2 separate regions of the Sus scrofa genome follow, and region 2 is linked to region 1. The links are chromatin contacts, called in public Hi-C maps. All regions are on one chromosome and are shown on one strand. Each heading gives the region's core, a stretch centred on a gene start, on an enhancer-like site or on the middle of the called end of the contact. The rest is flanking DNA. Distances are from core to core; before and after follow the strand shown. Region 1 has its middle 51 kb from the start of MIR21. Region 2 has its middle 3.6 kb from the start of MIR21.

Evidence for each region. A called contact is a pair of places that touch in the nucleus more often than the background predicts.
Region 2: a Hi-C map of embryonic fibroblasts shows a contact between it and region 1, with 3 times the contacts expected there. The contact joins two enhancer-like sites. A contact is called at or near these places in 17 of 47 Hi-C or Micro-C datasets (adipocytes, alveolar macrophages, blood and 9 more) and 2 of 2 datasets of contacts at active chromatin or transcription factors (alveolar macrophages and skeletal muscle).

The regions. Positions count from the first base shown.
Region 1 is chr12:36,010,989-36,017,029 of Sscrofa11.1, forward strand. No RefSeq gene overlaps it. Among named protein-coding and RNA genes, the nearest start is that of MIR21, 51 kb to the right of the region's middle. Within about 2 kb of position 3,278, at least 58 of the 83 cell types and tissues checked have an H3K27ac peak or open chromatin away from gene starts, as enhancers often do. A contact at or near this core is called in alveolar macrophages, embryonic fibroblasts, epiblast stem cells and 4 more, where this site is marked.
Region 2 is chr12:36,058,428-36,064,950 of Sscrofa11.1, forward strand. No RefSeq gene overlaps it. Among named protein-coding and RNA genes, the nearest start is that of MIR21, 3.6 kb to the right of the region's middle. Within about 2 kb of position 3,379, at least 61 of the 83 cell types and tissues checked have an H3K27ac peak or open chromatin away from gene starts, as enhancers often do. A contact at or near this core is called in alveolar macrophages, embryonic fibroblasts, epiblast stem cells and 4 more, where this site is marked.

The sequences.
Region 1 (6,041 bases), core at 2,028-4,527:
AAAAATTAAAAGCAAAAAAAATATATGTGTGGGGGGGGGGTGGACTTTTCTCATCTCTCCCAGGAGTTTAAAAACTCCTTGAGAAGAAGCTACAAAAATGGCCTGCATGGTCTTACACATAACTACTCATGTGTTAGATACTTTGAAGGAACTAGTAAGAAATTTCAGTTGAGAGAAGATGTGCCATTACATGATACATGTTCACTTAACATTCAGTCTTTATTTATTTAATTTTTTGGGGGGGCCACATCCATGATATATGGACGTTCCCTGGCCAAGAATCAAACCTGTTCCATAGCAGCACCCCAAGCTGCTGAAGTGACAATGACGGATTCTTAACCTGTTGTGTGCCACAAGAGAACCCCCAGTCTTTTTTTTTTTTTTTTAAGCTGCCCTGGAGGTTTATGGGGTTCCAGGGCCAGGGTTCAGATCTGAGCTGCAGTTGCAACCTATGCTGCAGCTGCAGCAATGCTGGATCCTTTAATCCACTGTGCCAGGCAGGATCTAACCTGCATCCTGGCACTGCAGAGACTCTACTGATCTCATTGAGCCATATAGGGAACTTCATCTCAGTCTTTTTTTTTTTTAACATTATAAATAAGATTTTTTTTCTTTGTCACCATTTATAAGTCTGAATTTTAAACAGATTTTTGGACTTGTGGCTCATATCCCTCAGCTTGTTCAATTTCAGGACATCTTATCACTAGTAGCTTTTCCAGAACTACTACCTTAACCATGAAACATGAGTTTTCCCATTTCAGACTTGGGACTCAGCACTTTTACTTTTCTAACAGAGACGTCTGAGAGCACATAAATAGTTTGGCAGTCGTTTTCTTTTGTCTTTTCAAATGTTGTCTGGAATCAGTTTATTGACAACTTCTATCAAGTCATTTGTGTGTTTCTAATGGGTTATGATTTCCATCATCTTATGGATTTGGCAGACCTGTTGGTGCTAAATAGCTGGTCTTCCGAATCTGATTGTTATGTTTTTTTGGTAAAACCAACACAGAATAGACGAAGCTAATAACCACCACTAGTCTTGATATTAACATGAGCTTCAGGAGTTCCCGTTGTGGCGCAGTGGTTAACGAATCCGACTAGAAACCATGAGGTTGCGGGTTCGGTCCCTGGCCTTGCTCAGTGGGTTAACGATCCGGCGTTGCCGTGACCTGTGGTGTAGGTTGCAAACACGGTTCGGATCCTGTGTTGCTGTGGCTCTGGCGTAGGCCGGTGGCTACAGCTCTGATTGGACCCCTAACCTGGGAACCTCCATATGCCGCGGCAGCGGCCCAAGAAATAGCAAAAAAAAGACCAAAAAAAAAATGAGCTTCAGTCGTGGCTGCCATTTTTTTGACCACAGAGCACATTTTGTCACAGGTAAGATCCATGTCATGGAAATTAATCAGGCAGTTTTTGCCTGTACATCCTTAGTAATTAGCTCGAATTTTCTAAATGCAGCTTCATCATTCTGCAGATAAGCAAAACTCACTTCAAAAACATGACCTTTGAGGCCATCAAATGCAATCTTGGTTCCTGGAGTTCTCGTGACTAGTTTTTCCAACATTTTTTATATTGAACATGACTGGTGTTTTCACATCATACCAGTCTTTCTAAGGCTCAACCACTTTCCTCTAGGTTCCCTTTTTGCTGCCTTTCATAAAATGCTTGTTCTTGCAGACTGAGCATGTTGCTCCTCAGCCAAAAGAAAATATTCAGTCTACTCCACTGCAAAATAAAATACAAAATACAGTGAACACAGAAATCATCTTACATAAAAAGACTGAACCGTATTGCATCTTTGAGTTTAATAATCACCTGATTGTAAAGCGCTGAAAGCAAGGGTTGGAGATAATACAGAAGACATCAAGTTAAATGACTTAAAATTTTTAATTCATATTAAGTAAAAAAAATGTAAAGTTCTATATGTTAGGAAAAAATTAAGGTTATTGTGGTGACTTGTATATTCTGCAAGGTGCATAACCAAAGAAAAAGAATTAAAGGCATCAGGAATAAAAGAGTTTGAAAAATAATGTGTTGTTTGATGTGTCCTAAAAGATTAGGGTAGCCAGTATTATTGAAATAATGGGGAATGGGAGCATGGGGGTGTTGTAGTATTTTTGTGTTTAAAACTTACACAATAGAGTAGGAATGTTGTACGTATTTACTTAGAAGAATATGGTTTGAATAAGTTTGCTTTCCTAAACAACATCTGTCCAAGTGACCTAGCTACTTGGATTCTTTTTCACAAAATATCAGGTTGCTCTCTGTATGAATGAAATTTACTGTTTATTATTATTCCTATCAATATAGAAAATTGAGAATTAAGTTAGAAATAAGAAATTTTAATTTCTTAAAACTTCATCTTTTAAAAGAATACAGTATTTTCCTCCATATTTATAGTGGTTAGCTTGTCTTTCTCTTGGATATAATTCATGAGTCTGTGCATCATCTTAGATTAAGTAGTTCCTCAAAGGCTTAGTTTCTGGATTTAATCTTAAGGGAGCATTTCTAAGCTTATGTTTAGGACTGCAGTATTTAAATTAATTAATACTTGGCTACTTAGTCTGGCTTAATGAAACTAAGTCCCCAAATTAAGTTAAATACTCATTTTACTAGTTTGTATTAAATATATTTAATGTAGTTTTTTGAATACTGAGTAGTATCTTTTTTAAATTGAAGTACAGTTCATTTACAGTGTTTGAGATGTATAGCGAAGTGATTCAGTTTTTTATATCTGTAACTTTGTATGTTCTTTTTCATATTCTTTTCTATTATAGGTTATTATAAGATATTAATATAGTGTAATTCTTATTCTTATGGCCAGTGCATTTTCTTTTCATGCAGAATAGATTACCCCGTGAACATCCTCCCAGGGTGATAATCGAAGATGTTTTCTTTTTTTACATTCTTCTGATTATGGTAGAATATATATTTGATCGTTTGAGTTTAGAGACAATGGGAAAGCATTTAATAATGGTTATTTATATACTCCTGAAAGTGCTTGAACATTCCTTTGATTCTCTTCTTTATCAAGGACATTTTCCTACGAAGTTATGTGTAGTTACGCCCATCATGTCAGTGCCTGCTGGTTTTCACCCCTGTGAAGTATCTGTTCTTTTATATACAGAGATTTATGAAAGAATTCATGGTGTGGATGATCAGAAACCCAACAGGACTTATTTTCATATAATTTAGTGCCAGTTGAACACTCCGGGTGTCAGTTGTTGCTGGGACCTGTTTTTGACTCTGTTGAACCTTTACTGGCTGTGGTTTGTCTGGCCATCACATGACTTCTCTGAAAATTCCCCCTCCCCTTCATTTCCAGTAAACTGTTTGAGTAGGAGTGAGTCAGAGTGAAACCAGCTTCCCTGTAACCACAGGGCTTGTTAAAGAATTTGTCAACGTGGACTCTAGAGGGTTTGCATTAAGCTTTGCAGTAACTGCTATGGTTTGTGTTGCGTCAGGAGTTCCACCGAAAAGCTTCCTGCTCTCAAGCCCTCATGCTTGTTTGTGAAGGGTTAAACAGATAAATTACCATAATGAACCTTAGACACACATGTAAAACACATTCCTTTATCATTTAAAGGCCATGTCAAAGCTTCCAAGGTTAACTGTAGTTTCTCTTTTCAAAATCAACCAACCACACCCTACAACTTCGGGTTTTTGAAAAGGCAGGCCTGCTAGATCTTCTTTCAGAGCTGGCTCGTGATTTTACCACAAAGTACCATCAGGATTAAGCAATTTTAAGTGGTCTCTTTTGAAGGATTCTGTTGCAGGATATTGCAACTACTAACACAGTTAGCTTTGGTACACAAAGGTCACTACTTGCATTTGGTTCACCAAGAAAAGGTAGCACTTAAAATACTCCTGTAGTTGGAGATTTATGGTGGAATTCTTAATGCCTCATTTTATTTGCTTTCTCAGGAAGGTTTTACTTTATTTTGAACCTTCTCTTGCCACTCCACTCCCAGACTTTTAATCTCTCTTCATTTTCTGACCCTTCTCTGTTTCTTTAACCCATTCTCATAATAGTATTAACTAAGTGAACAAGAAAGAGAGTTGCAATTTGATGTAAGCTGCTGGAAGAACGGCCACTGAAAAGCTTGTCTGCTCATTGTGTTTTTACCCAGTTCCTTTCTGTATTTAACCATGTCATCTCAGCCAGACATTTATTTTTTAAATAGATTTGATGAATACATTTAAATTCAGCCTCATAAAAATCATTTTTATTTTGCCTACCTTTTTTGTGTGAGGTAAATTAATTTAGGGAAAAGAACATGGCAGAAAATTTTGAGCTAGTTACCCCTCACAGGAACAAATACCACAGAATAGTGGAAGTTTAAACTTGTTTATGTTCTAGCAATGCTCACTAACTTTCAGTGATCAAATTAAAATACAAAAGAAGTATTTGTCTTGATGAAGAAGTGATTCTGATTGAAATTAGATGATTTAAAAATGAAAATAAGAGGTTAATACAATCATTTACAAGGCAGAATAACCAATAAATTAAGATTTTTGTTGTTAATTTGCTTTAGATATTAGAGAAAAATAGAGTTTTGTTTTATGTCTGCTTTGTTCTTTTCATCTGCACACCTGTTTACAGATATGAGGGGGAAATAGGGAATGGACAAGCATTGGGTTACCTTTGTTAAACTAACTTAAAGATTCTTTTTTTCAGGTTTATGTTTCAAACACCTTTTGTAAAATGCCTTGAGAAAGGCCCTTTTCATTGAAACTTGGACCTGTTATATGCTGTGCTTTTTTGCTCATGAGTTTGCAAATCTGTAACACACTTAAATACAAACCCACCCTCTGTTGTAACTGCTGAATGCTTCTGGGGGTCCTGGCCTCAGATCAGAGTTAATGCAAGATGGGCAGCAGAATAACTATTATGCTCATTTCCTATTACAAAAGGTGTTTTTGTTCCTAATTAGTCAAGGTTTTTGATTTGTCATAATAGATCTGTAGTTCTTTCTTGCTGAGTATTTAAGGAAATTTTTCTGGGTAGAATGTTCTTCTAATTTTCCTGTCTTGGGCTTTACAATGTAATAAGATGACCTTGTCCTGCTTCTAAATTTTTTTAGAGATACCAGGAAGTGGGCATGATAATTAATCCAATGCTCCCCTCAAAAGCTGGTGTGTACTGTAGATTTCTTTGTCCCCCTTTCCCTGATAGAGTTCTGCATCAATTAACTTACCAAAACGTGTAAAAATTCTTGAGGTAAAGACTCAGTAAGTTCATAGCCTTATTATTTAAAGCTTCGCTTCCATTTGTTTTAAATTTGCCTCTTTCATGTTACAAAGGGTGCCACCACCATTCTGGGTATTATAAGGTTTTTTTAAAACACTTCCCCTTTCCTCTTTTCATAACTTTATAGATTTTAGTGGGTTACCATTTTAACCTTTCTAGAGAAAATAATTATTCACTGTTTTTAACAGTGATTTTTATTTTTTTCCATTATAGTTGGTTTATAGTGTTCTGTCAATTTTCTACTGTACAGCAAAGTGACCCAGTCATAAACACACGCATATATAGATATATATATGTATGTATATATTCCCTTTCTCACATTATCCTCCATCATGCTCCATCACAAGGGACTAGGTGTAGTTCCCAGTGCTATACAGCAGGATCTCATTGTTTATCCATTCCTCATTTACTTTTTATATCTAATAGCTCCCAAACTCTTTGGTCACTCATTTTAGACCCCCTTCCCCCCCATGGGTCTTTATCTAATTCTTTTTTATTTTTTCTAACATGAAGTTTTCAGAACTGTACATGATTTCCCAGGGACAACTATATTACTATACTTTTCTTAAAAAGTGTACTATACTTTTTTTTTTTTTTTTTTCTGATTTCTTCAACTACAGTCCTGTTTGGCAATGCATTTTGCTGATGTTTCCAATAAAGTGTTTTACCTTAATAAACTGTTTGCTTGGGAGACCACTCTCAGTTCCCTTTCCTTTGTTCCTGACTTAAAACTTTTATAACCCACCATTTTATGTTTCAATGATTTTTCCCTAAATGTTTTATCTTATTG
Region 2 (6,523 bases), core at 2,129-4,628, 48 kb after region 1:
CCAACTATAAAAAGACCTTGAACTGAGATGCGGGTTATTCCTCCCTCCCTTTCTCATGTATGTACCTTAAATTAACCCTAAAAGTCAGAATGGACTCTTACTTCTGTCTGCTGCTTGAAAATAATTTGAGGGTTGAGGCTGTGGAATGGTATTGCTATTTTCCTTTAATGCATGTTAAGAGTGAAAGCTGTAATTTCAATTAACACTTAATAACTGTATTTTAAATAGGTTAACTTTTTGATTTATTCAGATCATATTTGTTCATGATAGTTTTGCTTAATACATTGCTATAAAAATTTTTTTTTTGTCTTTTTAGGGCAGCACCTGGGCATATGGAAGTTCCCTGTCTAGGAGTAGAATTAGAGCTGTAGCTGTGGACCTACACCACAGCCACAGCAACTCAAGATCCAGGCCTCATCTTTGACCTACACTATAGCTCACGGCAACGCTGGAGCCTTTAACACTCTGAGTGAGGCCAGGGATCCAACCTGCGTCCTTATGGATACTAGTTGGATTCGTTACCACTGAGCCACAGTGAGAACTCCAGCTATAAAACCTTTTAACTTCTCTATTTTCAACTGTTCCTAGTCTCTTATGAGAAACAATCTCCCATCCCACAACCAAAAACTCTTAAAGCATGTGACACAGGAGTTTCCATTGTGGCTCAGCAGGTTAAAAACCTGACTAGTATCCACAAGGATGCGAGTTCAGTCCCTGGCCTTGCTCAGTGGGTTAAGGATCCAGAATTGCCTCAAGCTACGGCATAGGTCACAGACATGACTTGGATCTGCTGTTGCCATGGCTGTTGCTTAGACCAGCAGCTGCAGCTCAGGTGTAGTCCCTAAAAAGGGAAAGAAAGGAAGGAAGGAAGGAAGAAAGGAAAGAAAAGAAAGAAAAAAGGAAAAGTATATAACACAAGATCACCTTGAAAAATTAATCTGCATTAGCCCAAGACAATCTTTGAAAATTATATATCATGTAAATATATTCTCTATCAGCTAAAAGTGGCTCAGTGGTTTATGAACCTGACTAGGATCCATGAGAATGTGGGTTTGATCCCTGTCCATGCTCAGTGGGTTAAGGACCTGGCGTTGCCCTGAGCTGTGGTGTAGGTCACACATAAGCCTCAGGTCTGGCATTGCTGTGGCTGGAGTGTAGGCCAGCCGCTGCAGCTCCGATTCAACCCCTAGCCTAGGAACTTCCATGTGCCACATATGCGGCCCTAAAAAAGCAAAAAAAAAAAAAAAAAAATTTTGTTTTCCAGTCATTTTGAAAAGTATCTAGAATGATTGTTGCCAGTCCTTTCCTCATTCCCCTCACAAAGTAGCACCTTTCGAACTTTGGGTCTTAGATCTTAATTTTTTCTTTAATGGCTTGATCCTGGAGCCCAAGAATGATTTGAGGAAAACTGTAAGCCACATTTCTGCTTAACTCTAGTCTGAAGTTACAGTCTAAAGAAAGAATAGTACACACATAATGGAATACAACTTTTGAAGGACATCAGAAAGCATATTTTCAAAGAACTTCTTGTACAACCCAGCTATTCAACTAAGCATACAGTCATTTCAGCCTCTCTAAATAAGTTTTTTTTTAACCTGCAAAAAAAAAAAAAAAAAAAAAAAAAAAGGGAGTTCCTGTTGTGGCTCAGTGGGTTAAGAATCCGACTAGTATCCACGAGGATGTGGGTTCGATCCCTGGCCTGGCTCAGTGGGTTAAGAATCCGACTAGTATCCACGAGGATGTGGGTTCGATCCCTGGCCTGGCTCAGTGGGTTAAGGGTCCGGCGTTGCCGTGAGCTGTGGTGTAGGTTACAGACGAGGCTCAGATCCGGCGTTGCTGTGGCTGTGGTGTAGGCCGGCAGCTGCAGTTCCGTTTCAACCCCTAGCCTGGGATCTTCCATATGCCATGGGTGCAGCCATAACAAGAAAAAGGGGGAAAAAAAAAAAAAAATGGCTTGACTGTGACCATCCTTGGGGCATTTAAATAATGTCGTAAGGTATTGTTATTAAGGGTAAATGATTCAATTTCTGACGGAAAGTTCTTATAAATCTGCAGTCTTCAAAGCCAGTCTTTTTGTACATTTATATTATTGGATTTTTTTTTAATATTCGTATAGTTTATTTCAAGAGTAAGATGAGCTATTTTCATTCTGCACTACCCAAAGAAAATCTCTTTTTTTAAAGAGAAGGTTTGTACTGTGGTTGCTCCTTTGTAGAAGAGTCATTCATTATGATAAACAGCAACAGAGCTCAGAGACGGTTCTTTTCTGGCTTAACCCTACAAATGTAAGGCCACTTAAAAATCTGTGAGAGGGAGGGAGACTATAGGTTAAGAGACTGCCCTTCTCCGCCTTTGATGTTCGTCCTGCAAGTCTTCTGAATCATCAGTCATCCATTGCTTCTACTACATGTAACTATATCTATAAGTGTTCATTAAAGGACTTTATTTTAAACAACTTCACCCCACACTGATCTCTCTTTTCTCCCTTCAGTTTCTTTGGAATACATCTTCTCTATCGAAAAATTGAGAAATTTATCACTGATTTATAAATTCTTTTGTTTGAAAATCAATTTGTGTGTGTGTGTGTGTGTGTGTGTGTGTGTGTGTGTGTGTTGAATCCCCAGAACTATTTTAAGTTCTCGTGGATATAGATGATTTCTTGCAGTTTTTTTCCTTTTCTCATAGCACAGATTACAGTGTTGGATACAAAATAAAGACTCCATTAAAGGTTTAGTGGTTGACAATTAAAAGGATCAAAGAAAAGTGTCAGCCAGGAGTTATGTATTTGTTAACCTCTGGCAAATATAGTAGCAAAAAATTTCTCTTCCTCTACTCCTGCTTTTTTGTTGCAGAAAACAGCTACTGAACTGTTCTAGAAAAAAGGAGTTGAAGTGAATCGAACACTTTAAAAGGAGAACCTTAGGCATTGTTGCAAATACATAAAATACTTTTTTTGCTGGCCCTAGGAAAAAGATTTACCCTTCCGCCCTATTATGACAGATAAAAATGTATAGAAAATAGAGATGTTTGGTTTTCTAAGTTGCCCCAAGTTACCATTTTTAAAAAATGCCTGCAAGCATTTCTAAAACAGGAACCTGGTAGCTGCAGTTGCCAAACCGGTTTAACAGTACTGCCCCCACATATTCTAGGTGAGAGGGAGCTCTGAGTACATAACTTATCAGATCACTATCCCAGTCATCTCAGAACAAGTTGTTTAGTAATGTACTGTAGTTTCTGTGCAAACCATCTACCATAAACCACGAAGTGATTCAAGGTTCATAGTTCCTTCTTTGTTCCTTTGTTAATCACTGACTTCTGACTAGTGGGAGGTGCCTCCCAAATTTGCTAATGCATTCTTTTTGGATAAGGATGACGCACAGATTGTCCTAATAAGGACTTGGATTGAGAAAGGACCGCCCCCTCTGAGAAGATGGGACAAGTCAGAGAGAGGGCGGGCAGTTTCTTTTTCAACCAGGGATGACACAAGCATAAGTCATTTCCTTATTAATCGGTTCAAACCAGTTCTTACAGGAACTGGTGGTGATAAATGTGAGACTTCTCAGAAGTCATTCATTTTATTCTTTGTACCACACCAGTGTGCAGCATCAGCTGAGCTGGCCTCACTCTGAGAACTAACTCTTCCACCAGAAGGGACTCTCTCAGCAGCTCCTATTTTCTTAAACATGTTGGTGGGAGAGATTTTCCTCCTTTATGAGGTTGTTCAAGGATGAATTTTTATCCATTGGAAAGAGTTCACAGGATTTCCACCAGCTCTGCTGATTGTTGTATTTTTTTTTTTTTTTTTAACTCTTACTCTCTAATCCCTGCTTTTTGACTTGAGGCGGTAAGTGGATAGATTTTTCTTTAACATTTTTCGTGCTTTTCTCCCCCAAATGTTTCTTTTTCCTTGGGTCCTTGTACCCTGCTTCCAGTGCTGTCCCGGGCATAGGTCCGTCTCTGCAGAAGCCATTCCAGGAATACCTGGAGGCCCAGCGACAGAAGCTTCACCACAAAAGCGAGATGGGCACTTTGCAGGTGAGACTCTCCTTCGTTTTCCTCTCTTCCCCACCCCCAGGGTTTTAGGCTGAAGTCTTATTCACAGCGCTCACGGGCATTTTTAGGCAAATAGAGTGAGGTTGTTTGTCGGTCTTAATGGAAGTTGGAGGCTCCATTTACTCTCTGCTGGCAAATTGGTCTTTGTCTAAATCAGAAAATGTAACTTCTATTTTGTACGTCTTCTAAAAACAAGCATTGAACTAATAGAAAATGGTGGATCTGTTAACAGAGAATAAGTTATTGCCTTGATCTTAAATGATTTATAAGTATACTTTCCAGGTGGATTTAAAAAGTTAAAACTATTGGACTTACTGAGTTCATTTGAATATCATCCCTGATTTTCTATTTTTCTTTTCATAGATGGGAAAATAATCTTTTTTAAAAATATATAAACCAAAGCTATTAACCTAGCTGTATTTAAAAACGTTAAACTAAGCCTGCCTTTTCTGTAAACAGTTCTGTGGCAAAGGGAAATGCCTAGAAGAGGATGAGTAAGCAATAACCTGAAATGGGAAACTCGAAGGAAGCAGTTCTGTGTGTGTGTATTTTCTCTTTTTTTTTTTTTTTTTTTTTTTTTTGATGGCCTTACATTCTTTGGCCCTTTGCTGCCCTCAGTTGACCAAACATGACTTCAGAAGTAGTTAACATTTATATTTTAAATGCTGCTCCTAATATTGGAACAAGATAGAGCTATCTTGACACTACCCTCAACAAGTTATCTACATGGTGGCTTGAGGTAGTGTGCATAGGACTTTTTTTTTTTTTTTTTTGTCTTTTTAGGGCTGCCACTCAAGGCATATGGAGGTTCCCAGGCTAGGGGCTGAATCAGAGCTACAGCTGCCAGCCTACACCACAGCCACAGCCATATCAGATCCAGGCCGCATCTGCAGCCTACACCACAGCTCACGGCAACTCACTCCTTAGTCCACTGAGAGAGGCCAGGGATTGTATTTGCGTCCTCATGGATGCTAGTTAGGTTCATTTCCGCTGAGCCACGATGGGAACCCCAAGGTAGTAGAATTTAATCAAAGACTTTATGTAGTGAAAGACAAGATTTGACCTCATACTGGCCCCATTCTTAGCTATATGTATCAACATTGACTTTATATCCAACAAAGTGAAATCTTAACTGGGTGTAAAAAGGCCTGAATGTGGATTTTAGGGTAGCTAGAGACACAGGATTTTCGTTTTTAATTGTTTAGACATTACATTAAGCTCCAAGTTCTCGTTATTTTCGTTAAAACGTGGTAGGTGATCCCCTTTTGACTACTGAACTAACGAAGCATTTCTTGTGAATTGTTCTGCCTTTATTCCTCCAGGGAGAAAACTGGTTGTCTTGGCTGTTTGAGAAGTTGGTCGTTGTAATGGTGTGTTACTTCATCCTGTCCATCATTAACTCCATGGCACAAAGTTATGCCAAACGAATCCAGCAGCGGTTGAACTCAGAGGAGAAAACTAAATAAGCAGAAAAAGTTTTTTTAACTGCAAAAATTTCAGTGGACGGGTTCTGCCTTAAATTGGGAGGACTCCAAACCAGGAAGGAAAATCCCCTTTTCCAACCTGAATCAAATTTTTTTTTTTTCCCCTGAAAGCAGTTTAAAACGTCCATGTTTTGCACTGACATACTTTTCCTTTGTGTATTAAGGTAAGGTATCCACCCTCACTTCAATCCACGTTGTATTTTATCAGGGTGGAATTGATGTTCAGCAGCAAACCTAAGTGAAACTGGCCTCTATTTGTTACTTACAAAGGCCCACATGGTACAATGAAAGAATTCCGGACACCCAAAAAAAAAAAAAAAAAAATAGTTTCTAAGTATGTTAAATATGTCAAGCTTTTTAGGCTTGTCACAAATGACTTCTTTGTTTTTCTAAGTCATCAAAAGTGTATATAAATTATACTAGATTGGATAACAGTCTTGCATGTCTATCATGGTAAAATTTAACATGCCATCCTGCCCAGCCCTTCCTCTCCCACCTTCAAAAACAAAGGCCATTTTATGATGCATTGCACACCCTCTCGGGAAACTGATCTTTACATTTTGAGACAGTATAAGGAAAATCTTGTTGGTGTCTCACGAATGAGCTGACACCATTTTTTATCCTGTATATTTAGAATGAAGTCATGAAAAAACTTTATAAAGACATCTCTGATCATTCCAAAGTTGTGTCCGTTTTCTTTAGCGTTTTGATTTTTTACTTCTAGTTTCTACCAACCTAACGCACTTTAGCCAAATCCACCTACAGCCACAGTCTCTTCAACCTTCATTTATTTGCTTGAACGAGCTGAGCTACCGCCAAGGCATTTTTTGTTGGGCTGGAATTGGGCAGCTAGCTCCCCACTGCTGAAATGGCGCCTTAGGAACTGGTGTATTGAGGGGATTTCTTGGTTTGCGAAAACAGAGATGAGATAATAGTGTACAAATCAAAGGACACAGAGAGAAAAATAACTTAAAAAAAAAGGCTTT